Regions from separate parts of the Zea mays genome. Here region 1 is linked to region 2. A link is a contact called in public Hi-C data. All regions are on one chromosome and are shown on one strand. The core of a region is the stretch at or near the end of the contact, and the rest is flanking DNA. Distances in the headings are between cores, read along the strand shown.

Region 1 (3,303 bases), core at 753-3,252, 130 kb before region 2:
CCTTAAACCCTCCGTTTTAATTTATAATGTGTTTTGAATTTTTTGCTCTAAGTTTGATTAGTCTTTTTTATTAAAAAAAATAATCATAATCATTATTGATTGATATCGCTTAGCATACAATACACTTTAAGTATGACTTTGATTTTTTTTATTTTTTTCAAAAAAAATTAAATAACACGAGGCAGTTAAACTTAGCAAAAATAAATAAATAAAGGAAGTATTAAGCTAATATTTAGCATAGATCGAATGGACGTAGGGGCTTCAGAACACAACTAAAGATATTTTGAAAGCAACCGTCGTCTAAGGTAGTATAAGGGCCACAAGGTGCAACCTGTACACTCAACAAAGCTGAAAAAGACAAAGATTAGCTTTAGAGAGCTCACACCGTCAACTCCACCGTTAGAAAATTGCACATGTGAGTATCAATAATCAGCCGGTGATTCGATGCCTGTCAAAATCAGTTCAACTTTTTCTGCCACCTAAACAGATCTTGGGGCAGGCTAAATGTCCAAAGTACCCCTTACGGTCCCAACCATACTAATAATTATACAGGCACATGCATGGTGTTACTGTACAGGCAAATTAACGTTCATCCTATCGATATTATTATTATTATTATTATTATTATTATTATTATTATTATTATTATTATTATTATTATTATTATTATTATTATTATTATTATTATTATTATTATTATTAGTGCAGATGGATTGAGCAGACAAATTTCAAAATTGATAACTATAGATGTTTCCTTGTACATTATCTAACGTCAACCTCACAAAGATCTTCTCAATAGGAAAGGAAAACAACAGGTTATGTCGTATGCCCGTCATGATGTTTACTCTCTTCTTCCTATAATGCAATGCATTCGACGATAGATTATTATAATACGATTTAAAAGAAAACTCAAATAAATGACGGCAAATACTATTGAACTTAATTAACGAATTTCTCCTTAACATACGATTTTATTTTTAATAAATGTTGCTAAAATCTCTGTATACCCACCATACTATACCACATGTTTATTAAATTTTTGTAGAGATTTTAATAATGCGTTGTATTTTAGGTCAATTATATCCACCGTGTCATGTCCTTTAACTGCATGTTGTGCTTATCGAATTCACACGCCCTTTTGCTTCTTGGAAGATTCAGAAAGGGGTCATTTTTCAACTGCATGTCTGCATCTTACACACTTTGAACGGTAGGACATATTTCCATTAGTCACCGTCGCAGAACTATAGGATGTCATAAAATCTTGCACCACACTTTTTGTGATTTCAGTCATATATGTAGCTATATCCCGATGCAATACATTTCTCAATAGACATTGTGCACCTCCTATTCCCAAAAAAAAACTAGTATAGCTTGTTCGCTTAATTTTAATTTATACCACTTTATACTGTTTGTACACTGTTTTTGTCGGAAGCTACCATATACAGAGTAATATTGAAATGGTAGAAGACCACTCCAGTGGCAGTGATGGTACGATCGAAGTCAGTATTATTTAAAACAAATTTGACAATACCATATTTGTCACGAAGCACACTCGCTCCCTGTTGGAAATGGGAATTTTTCATGCCAAGAGCCAATGGTACCGCAAGTAACGAGTTCCTAGGAGAATCAGTACGTATATAGTAGCATTTCGCTAGAAATGGACAAAGCTTTCCTTTCAGGTCTGGAAATTTGGGTTTTGGATTTGCTGCGACAGGATAGAGATGGGCAGTCTGGTAATTTAGCGTGAAGAGCGGGCGACTCGGCAGCGTTGAGTCACAGGGTCCGTCCGGCCCCGGGAATCTTGACCCACCGCACGCCTGAGCCCTGACGCGGACGCGTCGGCTCGCGACACCCGGTGGAGGGGCAGAAGCGTCATTACGCGCGGGTGCCGCTGACGAACCGGATGCCGTCATTTCGTAAAGCTGGCGATCCCGTGCGGTGGCTCCCCATGTGGCCGTGTTGCCAGCTTGAAGGGGTCAACGGGAGGGTCAGGACATTGTCCTTTGGCATGGTGGTCTACTAGTGTTCTGTGCGTACCGGATCAGGGCTGTGGGGTCGGGGCAACACCAACTCGATGGGAAGGCGATTGGTTCCGCGGGGCAACGTCTCGTGCGGGCCCACCTCCCCGTGCTGTGAAGCTTTCTTCACGTGATCGCCGCATTTAGCGAAAACGTAATGGATTTTCCGACGCTTCGCCATCGGAATTTTCCAGAAGATTTTGCTTGCGCCTCCGGCAATCCATGAGCCTCCCTCCTTCTCGCTCATTGCACAAAAAGACGTTGCAGTTTTTTTTCCCTTTTCTTTTCCATATGTTTCCGCTCGGGCTTTTCGCAGCAGCATGATTGGGCGAAAAACCATCATTGGCTAGCGCCAGTTGCTGACAACAATGAGTGCTTACATGTCTCTTGCTGATATAGTTGTATCCATTCAAAGTTTCATGCATGCACAATCAGGTGCTAGTAGTTTGATCAGGAACCCACGAAGATTGTCCCTCGGACGTTTATGAAGAGCAAAGAGCAAGAGAAAGAAGACGAAGATCACATCAACAGCAAAAAGGAGAAGCACAAGTTTTTTTAAGTTTTATTCATGATCAACGAGCAGTCTTTTGTAAGTTTCATGCATGATCAGATGCCAACAGTTTGATCAGGAATCCACAAATAAGTTTTGTGACCATCGTAAAATCCAGCCAGCCAGTGACGAAGCTAGAGTAAATCAGAAGAGGGTACTCATGTCTCGAGGATGCATAATAACAATTTGTAGGTGTTATATATATATAGTAAAAGTTTAGCCTAAATCACTAGTTTTATAAATTTCTGGGGGCGCATATGCACACACTACTTCCTAAGTAGTTTAGCCCCTGCAGCCATCATTAACTCTTTCCTAAGCTCCCTCTAACATAGCATAACAATGCTCCGATAAAAGCAGCACTGGTCCCCGGCTCTTCCAAGGCATGCCCTAACAAAAATTTACATATTTTATATTTTATTTTATTAAGAATATCATAGTAGATTTGTGATGATACACATATATTTAGATAGATACATGCCAAATAGTACTACTTACAATAATAACACACATATACATAAAAATTATATTGATCGTAGCAGAAACTGTACTGAAGTCAATAACTTTAGAGAAGGAAAGGGACCCATGCAAGTAGCTCCATTCACGCGAGTCCACAACATGTGCTGGTGAAAGTAGGCAAGTAGCATACTATAGTCGATGTAGGTAGTTGTTCGCAGTGTTATCCCTTAGACGTCCATCGAGAGGAAGAGAAAGAAAACAATCCTCCAATCAATGACA
Region 2 (3,163 bases), core at 148-2,647:
ATGCGCTTCGCCGGCGACGTGATGCGGCACGGGGCTGGTGGACCCCTGTGGGTGCGCCGACTGGTACCGAACCATCGGTTTGCGGACGTTCTACCCGAAGGCGGGGTCCGGCGGCGCCTCAAGCGTATAGGACCTGCGCGTTGCAGGGCGCCATCCCGGCGAACTCGGCGGAGCCCTTGACCACCTCCCACTCCACCACTTCGTCCTCGACGCCGGGTACCGCGGCGGCGGCGGATGCGGCGGCAGAAACCGTGCCCACGGCGACGTCGAGCCCGGCGCCGACGACGTATATCCTCCGCCTCCCGCCAGCGACCTCCCCGAGCTCGCCAGCGACCACGTGCGGCCGGCGCACCTCGGGGGGCACCCCGGTGCCGGCCACCATCCGCCACTCGTCCCGGGCCTCGTCGTACCGCTTCAGCCGCCACTCCCCGTACTCCGCCACGATATACATCCGGCCGCCGGCGACGGCGCAGGAGCCCGTCCACCCCTCCCGCATCCCGCGCGCCATCTCGCACCACGAGTCCGCGGCGGCGTCGTACACGGCGCCGCGCGGCGCGCGCTCGAACGGCCACGCCCAACCCTCCGTCACGTACAGCTTCCCGCCCGCCGCCGCCGCGTCGTACCGCGCCACGGCGGCGCCGCGGCGCGGCGCGGCCGGCGACCACCGCCCGGCCTCCGGGTCGAAGACCTCCGCCTCGCCGTCCTCCCCGGCCACCACCACCCGCCCTCCCACCTCCCCGGCCGCCATGTACCCGCGGGGCGTCCGCATCGCCGCCGCCTCCTCCCACCCGTTCCGCGCGGCGCTGTACACCGCCACGCTCGTCACGGCCTTGTCGCCGCCCTCCTCGACGCCCCCAATCACGTAGATCTGGCCGCGGCGGGGGAGCCCCACCACCGCGAACGACCCGGCCGCGGCGCCGCCGGGCACCGGCGGGAGCAGGAGCCACTTCCTCGAGAAACGGTCGAGCGCCTGGCACTGGAGGCGCCGCGACATGGGGTCAAAGGCGAGGGCGAAGAGGAAGGGCACCGACCCCGTGGCCGCGGTCCCCGCCCCCGCCGCGTGAGGGAACAGCAGTGGCTTGGCCAGGGCGTCCGTGAGGAAGCGGTTCCAGGTGGAGGAGACGGTGCGGAAGAGGCGGTGGTAGAGGAAGGGCAGGTGGAGGAGGCACTTCTCGGCCACCTCCTCCGGCAGGCCCGGGATGAGCTCCATGACCTCCTCCCCCTCCCCGTCACCGGCGTCCAGCACCTGCTGCTTGCTCATGGACGAGAAGCTCATGGTGGCCGGGCCGAGCGGCGCGATTCTTCGGTCGAATTTGATGCGATTCGCTTCACCCCGCTGTGGGTGTGGGGGAGCTCTGTGGTTCGGCTTGGTGATGAGGAATGGAACCTGAAGCGGGGTGGGCACGAATTTATAGAGGTGAGTGGACTCTGGGCAAGTGCCAAGTCGTGCGGCTTTTCTCAGCTGGCGTCCTCCACTCCTCCCCTCCTGCCAAGGGCAACTACAGCTACAGCCCTTTCCAACCCACAGTCGTTCTTCTGTCTTCTCCCGAATGAGAGCCCATGGTGGCAGGCTGGCAGCGCCGGAGCCCGTTCTTCATCGTCCCGAACTTGGCACGCAGCAATAAGGCTTCGCCTCTCCATGGAATGCCTACAGCGTTTTCTACTTTAAACTACACTACGTAAATAAGACCTCAATTTCCATCGCCGACGGTGTCACCATGGTGGCCATATCGTCCCCAGGATGTGGCGTCCCCGTGTTCGGTTGCCTTGAAGGTTCCAAGTCGGAAACGGTTCCAGACCAGAAAACAGTGAACCACTCAATCCAGTCCAGAATTTGACACCACAAAAGTGCCATTGATCCGCCCCTCATCGTGTTGCAATGGTGCTGGATGTTGGATGCTTTGACCAACAAAAGTGGGCGGTGCACGATCGGAAAGAATGGTCTTTGTGCTTGTGCATCCATGCAGGAGTACTACTGCACAGGGTGAATGTGGCCAGGAACAGCCACAGGAACTTGAGGAAAGAATGGTCTTTGTGGCAATTATTTTGAAACGAAGGCGAAGTAATACCCCTCACTGCAACCGGGAATCGGTTCGGGCTCGTCGTGCTTTGGTTCAAGTGTTACAACATGCCACGGCCGCGTGGCCGGATTTCGAAACGATTGCCGTGAAGCTCGGTCCATCCGGTTCTTGTTGGATTGGATCTGGCCAGCGGCCGGCTCCGGTGATTCTTCGAGCTTGTTTGGCCGTACGCGTACGAGTTTTCCGCCACCCAGGCACGGACCCAAGGACGCGGCAGCTACTGCGCTGCCCGCGATCACGACGAGTCGACGACCGACGCGACGGCAGCAACTTGGCTCCTGGCCCGAGGAGGCCAGGACAGGAGGAGGAGGGCCGCTTGTGGGCCCGGCGAGAGGTGCATGTACTAGTACTGTACAGCCGTGATGGACAGCAGTCCAGTGGGCCTGGTGGGCGCGGACGGGCGTGTCCGCAAAGGAAAGGAAAGCTAGTACGTAGCTACGAGAATGTGCGGCGTGCGTGGGGCCCATTTGTCCTGGCCGAGAAGTTTCCAATTTATTTCCTCTCATCACTCCCATATATGCCATTTTCTGGTTTTTTTTAATTTCTCTCTAATAACTTTTATAGTTTCGTAGAAGTATGTCTATTTTTATTTATTTATTTATTTATTTATTTACACACTGACACTGCTACACGCTGCCGTGCTCTGTCTCCGTGGGTTTCGGATGAAAGAGGAGAGATGGCGCTGCGTCGGTGCGTGTGCGTGAGAGTTTGGGCTCTGCACGCGCAGGCCGTCCGAGGCACCGACCTCTCCGGTACCGATGCGCTCTCGACACGAGCCTGGAGACTCGTGCTGCTCGTTTTCCCTGTGTCGGTGCGGACCGTACTGCGACCACCGTCTTTTCCTCCGACAACAGCCACCCGAGATTAGTCTCCAACAAACCTGATATCGAAATGGATGGAAACCTTGTGCATTTTTTTTTTGTAACGATTCCATCTTTGTTGCACCGTGATATAATAATATATGGATCAAATAATCAACTTGGACGCGACTATTTGCTGCCGATAGATTTTTCCAGCGTTTGGGCATGGGACGGGCCTGAGAGGGGACGCGACAACAGCGGTCGGTCAATGCAATTAGTTGG

Evidence for each region. A called contact is a pair of places that touch in the nucleus more often than the background predicts.
Region 1: a Hi-C map of endosperm shows a contact between it and region 2, with 2.5 times the contacts expected there. The contact joins the enhancer-like site here to the promoter of LOC100382223 in region 2. A contact is called at or near these places in 2 of 25 Hi-C or Micro-C datasets (endosperm and leaf).

The regions. Positions count from the first base shown.
Region 1 is chr9:112,867,575-112,870,877 of Zm-B73-REFERENCE-NAM-5.0, reverse strand. No RefSeq gene overlaps it. Among protein-coding and RNA genes, the nearest start is that of LOC100281837, 16 kb to the left of the region's middle. Within about 2 kb of position 2,002, at least 19 of the 20 cell types and tissues checked have an H3K27ac peak or open chromatin away from gene starts, as enhancers often do. A contact at or near this core is called in endosperm and leaf, where this site is marked.
Region 2 is chr9:112,740,739-112,743,901 of Zm-B73-REFERENCE-NAM-5.0, reverse strand. It overlaps LOC100382223, which reads right to left and starts at 1,397. Exons shown (of 1, transcript NM_001174979.1): 1 at 1-1,397. The coding sequence starts at 1,276. The coding sequence ends at 119.